Regions from separate parts of the Sus scrofa genome. Here all the other regions are linked to region 3. A link is a contact called in public HiChIP or PLAC-seq data. All regions are on one chromosome and are shown on one strand. Each heading gives the region's core, a stretch centred on a gene start, on an enhancer-like site or on the middle of the called end of the contact. The rest is flanking DNA. Distances are from core to core; before and after follow the strand shown.

What was found. HiChIP or PLAC-seq counts read pairs in DNA pulled down with a chosen protein or histone mark.
Region 1: an H3K27ac HiChIP or PLAC-seq map of alveolar macrophages shows a contact between it and region 3. The contact joins two enhancer-like sites. A contact is called at or near these places in 1 of 5 promoter capture datasets (liver) and 1 of 2 datasets of contacts at active chromatin or transcription factors (alveolar macrophages).
Region 2: an H3K27ac HiChIP or PLAC-seq map of alveolar macrophages shows a contact between it and region 3. The contact joins the promoter of NOL10 here to the enhancer-like site in region 3. A contact is called at or near these places in 2 of 5 promoter capture datasets (fetal skeletal muscle and liver), 8 of 47 Hi-C or Micro-C datasets (alveolar macrophages, brain, embryonic fibroblasts and 5 more) and 2 of 2 datasets of contacts at active chromatin or transcription factors (alveolar macrophages and skeletal muscle).

The regions. Positions count from the first base shown.
Region 1 is chr3:126,230,997-126,234,168 of Sscrofa11.1, reverse strand. No RefSeq gene overlaps it. Among named protein-coding and RNA genes, the nearest start is that of HPCAL1, 120 kb to the right of the region's middle. Within about 2 kb of position 1,503, at least 15 of the 83 cell types and tissues checked have an H3K27ac peak or open chromatin away from gene starts, as enhancers often do. A contact at or near this core is called in alveolar macrophages, where this site is marked.
Region 2 is chr3:125,859,937-125,862,850 of Sscrofa11.1, reverse strand. NOL10 (nucleolar protein 10) reads right to left here and starts at 1,429. Exons shown (of 21, transcript XM_021087848.1): 1 at 1,208-1,429. The coding sequence starts at 1,273.
Region 3 is chr3:126,079,571-126,082,572 of Sscrofa11.1, reverse strand. No RefSeq gene overlaps it. Among named protein-coding and RNA genes, the nearest start is that of ODC1, 8.7 kb to the left of the region's middle. Within about 2 kb of position 1,397, at least 16 of the 83 cell types and tissues checked have an H3K27ac peak or open chromatin away from gene starts, as enhancers often do. A contact at or near this core is called in alveolar macrophages and omental adipose tissue, where this site is marked.

The sequences.
Region 1 (3,172 bases), core at 254-2,753, 150 kb before region 3:
CAGGGGGAGGGGGAGGCCGTGCAGGTGTAGCTGCACCACCCGGGCCTTGAGGCCTTGAGGCACGGAATCTGGGATGGGGGGTGGGGTAATGGGTGGGGGGCGGGGTTCAGCGCTGTGGGAGAAGGGAGATCTTGGAGATACAAGGTGCCACCTGAGCACCCTCTTCAGGAGCACCCAGGGCTCCCCCACCGCTGCAGCTCAGAGACAGGAGCTGAACGGGTTGGTGATGGTCTCAAGGGTCAGAGGCTGGCACAGATGCCAGGTTGAGTAGGAAGGCACAGCATGGCGCTGATGGGCCCTGCGAAGCCAGCGGAAAACAAATGGAGCCCCGAGGGGACCAGGCACCCCTCCTCGCACGCCCAGCAGACGCACCCACCGCGGTCCGAAGTTCCCGGGATAGGGGTCTCACGGGAGCCACATCTGTCCCAGCCTACGCCACAGCCACAGCAAGGCCAGATCGGAGCCGCATCTGCGACCTACGCCACCGCACATGGCAACGCCGGATCTTTAACCCGAGGCCGGGGATGGAACCTGTGTCCTCATGGCTACTAGTTGGGTTCATTATGACAGAGCCACAATGGGAACTGCTTTTTTTTTTGTGGATGTCTTGATTTTTGGTTTGGAAAATACGACCACTGATCCTGTGCCAGCTCGCACCCTAAGACTTCTGCGGGGACATACATCCGGAGGGACATTCGTGACCTGTCCCATCCCAGCCGCACTAATATCTGGAAACTTCCATCCACAGATAGGCTCATTCCCTCCCTAAGACACCCAGCGGTGAAGCCCAGACAGGGGACCTGCCTTCTGAGTCTGGTGACAGGCGGCAGAGGAGTGAGGAGCGGCCTCAGGGCACACAGGACGCGCAGGAATCTGTGCTTGTGTCTGAACTTCAGGCAGGGATCTGAGTCCATCGCTTTGCCTTCACCTCTGCTGCGATTCTCTTGCAAGAAGCAAGGAAGGCTGAGCCCCTGCCCGGGCCATCGGAGGGGACCGTGCAAGGACCTCCTGGGGCAGAAAGGGAAGAGCACATGGAGAGCCACCATGCGTGCCTTACGTGCGTCACAGAGCGGGATGCACAGGCCTATGGGGCCAGACCTCTTCCCGCGGGGCCCTGAGCTGGGAGGAGGCGCCTGGAGCCAGAAGGGCTGCCGGCCCGCTACCAGGAGGGACGGCTCTGAGAGGTGAGGGGCAGGGCCTGCCCACCAGGGACCGGATGTCTGGGGAGGGAAGTCACTTTATTTCATTCTGGAATCAGCCTCAGGAGGAGGGATGCGCTCTAATCCCTGCTTCTCAGAGATGAGGAAATCCAGGCTCAGAGAAGCTGAGCAACATGCCCAAGGCCACACAGCGGCGAATGGATTGTCAGAAGCTCAAGTCCGAAGGTCTGACCCCTGGTCAGGGATGGCATTTCAGGAACGCAGGCCCCAGGCCCTGGCAGGCACCGAGCTCCCTGCTGGCTGGCCGGCTGGCGGAAGTGGCTCTGCTCTGGGCAGGAAGCCTGCCTCCAATGCTGAGTCACTCTGACCCCCGGCTGGTGCAGCAGGAGGAAGGTGGCTGCCCAGGCTGTGGTGACTGCTTGGCCCTTTGCTCCCCAGGGCTCCCAGCAGCCCCCAGTGGCCCGTCCAGTTACGGACAGGCCAAGACCCTGGCCACTGCAGGGCCTGGTGAGGCCCCAATGTGCCCTCATCCACGGCGTGTTTTCTGGCCTGGGACTGCCCCATGGTGAAGTGGAGCCCTCACTCCAGCTTGGGGGTTGCTGGCAGGTACCCCATCATTGCGAAGCCCAGCCATGGCGCTGTGAGGAAGATCCAGGGGAGCTGGTGCTGGCGGCCAGAGGGGCGTCAGGGAGGTGACATTTGAGCTTTGAGATGAGTCTGAAGCGTGAAAAGTGCTTGATAAGCGGAGAAAGGGCAGAGGGGCCTCTCCTGAACAGAAAGTCTTTGGCAGATACCCTGTTTCACTCCGGTCTCTGCCTCCAGCCCTAGGAAACCAGCAATCGACGAAGAAATAAAATGATTTTTACATTGGGTGTTAGGTCTCTGCAGATCCCTGCCTCAACTGTTTGGATAATGGATGTGTGCTGACTTTTGCTGTTTGGCTGTGCCCACGGCAAGTGAAAATTCCCGGGCCAGGGATTGAACCCATGCCATAGCGGTGACAATACCAAATCCTTAATTGCTAGGCCAGCAGGGAATGCCTGTGCGAACCTTTTGATCCAGTGCCTTCCCTGGGGAAGCCCTAAGACACCCCTAGGTAGTCAATGTTCCAGTCTGATGCCCTCCCTTTAAAGTCTACAAAGTCTATTTTACTCCAACTCCTTTTTCATGGGCATCTTTCTAAGATACTACGAGGCGTGCCCCCAAAAGTCATTCTTCTCCTGTTCCTTAACACCAGTATCCCGAATTGTATTTACTTATTTATTTATTTATGTTTGCTTTGGGGGGCTTCACCCGCCGCATGTGGAGGTTCCCAGGCTAGGAGTTGAATCGGAGCTATAGCTGCCGGCCTCCACCACAGCCACAGCAACGCCACATCCGAGCCTCATCTTCCACCTACACCACAGCTCATGGCAATGCCAGATCCTTAACCCATGGAGCGAGGCCAGGGATCGAACCCGCGTCCTCATGGTTCCTAGTCAGATTTGTTTCTGCTGCGCCATGACGGGAACGCCAACAGTATCCCAGATTTCTTTGGAGTTGCAGAGGTCTCATTTAGGGACCACGCATTTTCTAGCTTCCTGATTGGCAAGGGTGACCACATAACAAAGTTCTGGCCCATGAAATGTGAGCAGAAGGGTTGTGTGGCACTGCTTTCTCTTTAGAAACAAGTGAGATGACTTTTTCCCCTTTTGTCATCCTTCTGCTAGAACAAGTATGTAAGTGCTGGAGCTTTTGCAGCCATTCTGGGCCAGAAGTGACTTTGAGAGTAAAGGTGATGCAAGGAGGGGAAACACAAGAAAAGAAGCCGGAGTTCCTGGCACCGGGACCACTTAAATTCCTGTCTCTGGGCTACTTGGAAAAGAAATTTTAAATCAACTTTGAGTTAAAATTTACATGAAATAAAATGTACCAGTTTTAAATGTATAGTTGAATGAGATTTGACGTATGTATATACCCATGCAACAATCATCGCCATCAAGATATAGAATCTTCCTGTTACCTCCAAAAGT
Region 2 (2,914 bases), core at 180-2,679, 220 kb after region 3:
CAGCTCACGACAACACCAGATCCTTAACCCACTGAGCGATGCCAGGGATCGAACCCACAATGTCATGGTTCCTAGTCGGATTCGTTAACCACTGAGCCACGACAGGAACCCCTGACCCAAATTCTGAGAAAAATCTTCTGCGGCTCACAGAAATTCCAAGCTAGGAGTCAAATCGGAGCTGCAGCTGCTGGTCTACACCACAGCCACAGCAATTCAGGGATCCGAGCTTCGTCTCCGATCTACACCACAGCTTGTGGCAATGCTGGATCCTTAACCCACTGAGCAGGGCCAGGGATCGAACCCGCATCGTCATGGATACTAGTCAGGGTCGTTTCCACTGAGCCACAACAGAGACTCCCATCTGAGAAGAACCTAATCACTGGCTCCAAATCTTTTCGGGTCAGACACAAGGACAAGTTACATTTATTCTGATTCCCAAGGGCAAGACTCAGACCAACAGCAGCACCCCAGAAAGTGGTATGTTTTAAAACAACAAGTAGTCTCAAAATGAAAAAGAGCTTCTACAAAAAGTGCTTTGACAGTGGCTTGACCCTGACTTTTAAGAAATAACATCCCAGCTTCAGAGTCTAGGTGTGTGACTCGGACAAAGCTACCGTTCCCCTCAGTGGATCTTTTGCATGTTTTAAACACGAAAGACTGGAAGAGAATCACTGACTTTCCAAGCCCCTTCCAATTCTTAGGTCCCAAGACTCAAAGAAATCAAGACAAGGTTCAGAAATACTGCCGTCTGCACCATAAATGCTGCAGATGCAAAGTCTGCCTTTCTCGTCACTGCTGTATTCTCGAACTTGCCATATAACAGGAATTCAACCAGCAGCTGTTGGGCGGGCATTAATATGGGAAGAAATAATCAACCGGTCCACGTTTTCCTCCTCGGTGTAGCAGCCACTGTGAACATCCTTAAAAGCCCAAAGGGACACCTCCTCTGTTCTAGAGAACTTTACCCCAAAAAAGTTAAGGCAAAGCTCATCGATCCTGATCTCCTCTGGGCCCAGCTTCTGGCGCGGTGACAGCTAGTCCTCGTCCCCCAGCACGGACTAGCTCCCCCGGGGCACCGTCACTCGCCAGTGGCCCTCCCTGAGTCTGGGGCTGACCCGGGCCCCGCTGAAACAGGTGGAATCGGCCAGGGACAGGGCCGAGGAGAGGGGCGGCTGCTCGGCGAGGAGCAGGACCCGGCAGGACTCACCTCGGGAAGGGACTTGCCACAGCTGAGGCTGTAAATCTTCACCTCGTTGAGGCTGGAGACCTGCATGGCGACGCCGAAAAGCTGCGGCCCGAGTTTTTGTCCAGGACCCGCTCCCTACAGGGCTCACGAGCATCAGAACCTTAGGTCCTCCTGGGGCGCCGGGGGAGCGTGGAGGCCATGCACAGCGTGGGGCGCCGGCGCGGGCGCTGAGTGATGACGCACTTCCGGGCGCCGGGGGTGGTGGACGCGTCCATCCCGGAAGCGGGAAGCTGGGGGGTTAGAGAAGAGGAACTAGCGAGGCCGGGGGTCTCTGGGCGACCTTAACGTGGGGAGAGCCAGGAGCCGCTCTCCCTCTTCTCAGCTAGGAGCGGAGGAAGCCTTTAGGGTCGCTGCTCTGGCCGAAGTGTCGAGGTCCCAAGGAGGGCGGTGCTGACCTGGCAGACCGAAGCCTTGAGGGGCGGGGGGTCAGGGATCCCAGGGAGAGAATGCAGCCTGTGAGCAAATTCAGAATGGAAGTGTGGTCCTTTCTCAGCAGTGTTTCTACAACATTACATTAAAAATAAATGCTTTTAAATGTTGATGTATTGGAGTTCCCATCCTGGCTCAGCAGTAACAAATCCAACTAGTATCCATGAAGATGTGGGTTCCATCCCTGGCCTGGCTCAGTGGGTTAAGGATCCCCTGTTGCTGTGAAACTCAGGTGTAGGTCACAGACGCCGCTTGGGTCCCACGTTGCTGTATCTGGCTGTGGTGTAGGCCGGCAGCTGCACTCCGATTTGACCCCTAGCCTGGGAACTTTCATATGCCCTGGGTGCACCCTTAAAAAAACAAAAAATTAAAAATCAAAAAGATTTGATGTATTAAAAGATAGTTGGGGAGTTCCCATCGTGGCTCAGTGGTTAACGAATCCTACTAGGAACCATGAGGTTGCGGGTTTGATCCCTGGCCTTGCTCAGTGGGTTAAGGATCCGGCGTTGCTTTGAGCTGTGGTATGGGTCACAGACAAGGACTGGATCCCCGTGTTAATGTGTCTGTGGTGTAGGCTGGTGGCTGCGGCTCCAGTTGGACCCCTAGCCTGGGAACCTCCATATGCCGTGGAAGCGGCCCTAGAAAAGGCAAAAATATATATATATACATAAAATAAAATAAGATAGTTATTTTCAGGAGTTCCCACTGTGGCACAGTGGGTTAAGAACCTGACTGCAGCAGCTCTGGTTATTGTGGAGGCAGGGAATGGAGGCTTGGGTTTGATCCCCAGCCTAGGACAGTGGGTTAAAGGCTCTGAGGCAGTTGTGGCATAGGCTGTCTGGGACTCAATCCTTGGCCCAGGAACTTCATATGCCTTGGGTTTGGCCATTTAAAAGAAAAAGAAAAAAAAAAAAAAAAGGTTATTTTCATCTCCATTCATTTAACATCCATCCTGTAGGGGAGCAAAATTTGCCCCCAAAATGTCTCTTTGGCATGCTGATTTCAGCGGAAAACAATCAAAGCCCAAAATAATGAAGAAAGGAAGAAATTTTGACCTCCTGGACTGCTTCAAAGAATGTAAATAGAGGACCTGGGAGCTGTGACCTAGACAACTCTAGTAAGACCTGTGTGGAAGGGGAAGACCCTTGCAAGTCTGTGAAAATTTCTTTCTGTGTTGCATTGTCTCTGCCTCGCCAGGCCAGCATTTGTTTACCAAACATTTGCTTTTTAATCTCCCTG
Region 3 (3,002 bases), core at 148-2,647:
GATGAACTCATGGGAATTTCTTCCCGTGTCCTATCTAAAATTAGGAGGATAAAGATTCAGAATAGGAGTTCCCGTTGTGGTTCAACAGATTAAGAACCTGATCAGTATCCATGAGCATGCGAGTTCGGTCCTTGGCCTCGATCAGTGCGTTAAGGAGCCAGCGTTGCTGTGAGCTATGGTGTAGGTCGCAGGTGGCAGATGCAGCTTGGATCTGGCATTGCTGTGGCTGTGGTGGAGGCCGGCAGCTGTAGCTCTGATTCAAGCTCTAGCCTGGGAACCTGCATATGCCACGAGTGTGGCCCTAAAAAGACAAAAAAGCAAAAACAAAAACAAAAGGTTTGGAATATTTTCCTTTGGTCATTTATTCATTCGTTCAATATGTGTTGATGTTGAGTGTCTCCAACATGCTGGTGGTGTGTGGGGCAAGGGACGAGCCCCCTCTGGAGCTTCTGTGGGCTGGGCTCCTGGGGGCCTGCGGGGAACTGATGGGGAAGGACCCTGACCTTCTCCCAGCGCTCCAAGAAAACCGTCTCTTTGTTTTATTTTCTCTTAAGCTCCTGGTGACGGCGTCTGACCCAACATGCCGCAGCACCTCTGCTGGCTTTTGCCTCGGCCCCGTTTCTGCCCGAGCCCCACCCCAGTGGGGCCCCACCTCTGGGAATCCCCAGAGCCCGCAAGGCTTCTTCCTCCTGCGGCGGGAGCAGCGTGCGAAGGGCCCTTGCACAACCTGGGCCTCCTGGAAGGCGTGTACTCGGCCTAAGCGTCCCTTTGCTGCCAAGTCAGAACCGAGACCATCCGAATAGCCTCTGGCATCTCGCCGGACTGAGCCACGGGGGGCCCTGGCTGCAGAGCTCCGGAGGAGAGGCTGCAGGAGGGTCTGAAGGGGATGCTTGTTGCCTCCCGTCGGACAGCCGGGAGCCCTCGTGCCGGGCCAGGGCCCCTCCAGCCACTTTGGAGATGCACGGAGGAGGCCCCGGCCTGCGAGAGCTTATCGTCAGAGAGGGCTGCTGTCCCCAGGCTTGTGTCCGAGTGTTCTGGTCACTGGGGCGGCGGTCACACAGGGTGCCACTGTGGGGCCCCAGGGCAAAGGCAGGAACTCTGCTCTGGGTATTAGAAACAGCTCGTGGAGAGGTCTGGGCTTGGAAAGGCTGGACCAGGGAGAGTTGGGGAGGGGCCCAGGACACGCAGGACAAGATCAAGACCAGGGGACACAGAGAGGCAGCTGGCCATGGGCCCAGCCTCCCTCGGGGAGAGGACAGAGGGCTCATTCTGGGGGCAGCGCCCGGCCCCCAGGGGCTAGTCCTCCATCCAGCAGACAATCTGACTCTGGCCTCATCCTGTGCTTCCCACCTGCCCACCCAAATCCTTGCAGACAACGGGACCTGGCGAGCTCAAGGGGCGAGGAGTCCCCTCCCTGCCCTGAGTACAGAACCTTCTACTCTGGCACGCCATGCCCTGTATCGCTCAGGCCAGAGCAGGCAAGACTGTTCAGAAGGGGGAATGGCACGAGGTGGGAACCCATCTCGGCGATAAGAGCATATCGAAGCGATGCAGGGTGCCCCGCCCACCACAGGGCCAGATCAGCAGGAGCCCGGGCCACCTGCCCCGTGGGGGCTGTCCGGCGGGGACTGGAACCACTGAGGGAGGCGCTGACCAGAGGGGCTGGAACCCAGGGGAAGCAGCCAGTCCTGGGGAGAGTCAGGAGGGAGAGGAGGCTTCTGTTCCCACCAGGGCCTCTGGATTGGAAGCTGTTGGCCAGAGAGCCAGCACGCGTGTTTCCTGGGTCAGCCCCCATCTCCACTCCCCTCAAGAAAAGAGCAGGACCTGGGGGGCGGGGGGGGGGTAGGGAATGGGTCTGGGATCAAACAAGCCAGGGATGGGCATGGTTCGAATCTTCCTGCCTCCCCAGGAGGACACTTCCTACGAAGAGCCTGGTAAGCAAGTAAGTGTTACATTACTCGCTGGCGTAAGCAGCAGGGGAAATTAATCATCTCACATAACCACAAGTCTCAGGGAAGGGAGGCTCCGGTGTCATTCACACAGAGCCTCGAGAGCGCCGGAGACCCGGGTCTTCCCATCTGTCTCACTTCCGTGGGCAGAGTGGAGACCCAGCTGCCCTTGTGGTTCTAAGACGGCCCCGGTTCTGGGCATCAGGAGCAGACAAGGCAGAGGACCCAGCAGGAGAGAAAGGGCCTCCCTTCCCCTATGTCTCTCTTTACCCAACAAATCCTTTTCCCCAGCGGACTTCCCTTCCCGTCTGGTGGGTGGAACGGACCGCATGCTCTGGCCTCCTCCATCCCGAGAAAGAGAGTAGCACCTCTGTGGTTGACTTAAGCTGATCACGATGCCCCGCCAGCCCTGGAGATGGGCTCAGACCTCCTATGCCGCTAGCGTGGTTACTTGGAAGACGCTGTCTGTTACGGGTTAAATTGGTGTCACCCCACCCCCCGCCCCCATACATACCTTAACGTCCTAAGCCCCTCAGAACGTGCTCTCATTTGGAGATAGGGGTTTTTTTTAATAGGCGTTGTTGCGTTCAATGAAATCATTAGGATGGCATTAGAACGGGCCATAATCCAATCTGACTTTGTTGTTGCCGGGTGCTTTTTTTTGTGGGGGGGGTCTCTGCCAAGGCATGTGAAAGTTCTCAGGCCAGGGATCAAACCCCCACCACAGCAGCGACCTGGCCCGCTGCAGTGACGATGCCTGACCCTTAACCCACTGCACACCAGGGAACTCCCAATATGACGTGTAAAAGGGGGAAATTTGGGTGCAGAGAGACAAGCACAGAGAGATGTAAAGGCACAGGGGGAAGCCATGGGGCCATGAGGCCAAGATCAAGGTAAGGCTTCTCCATGTCAAGGAAGGCCAAAGATGGCCAGAAAGCCCTGGAAGCTGGCGGGGTGTGGGGGGGAGGGGGCTGGGGGCTGGAAGAGATGGGGCCCTCGCAGCCTTCGGAAGCAATGAACCCTGCCTGAGCTTGGGTTTGCAGCCTGCAGAGC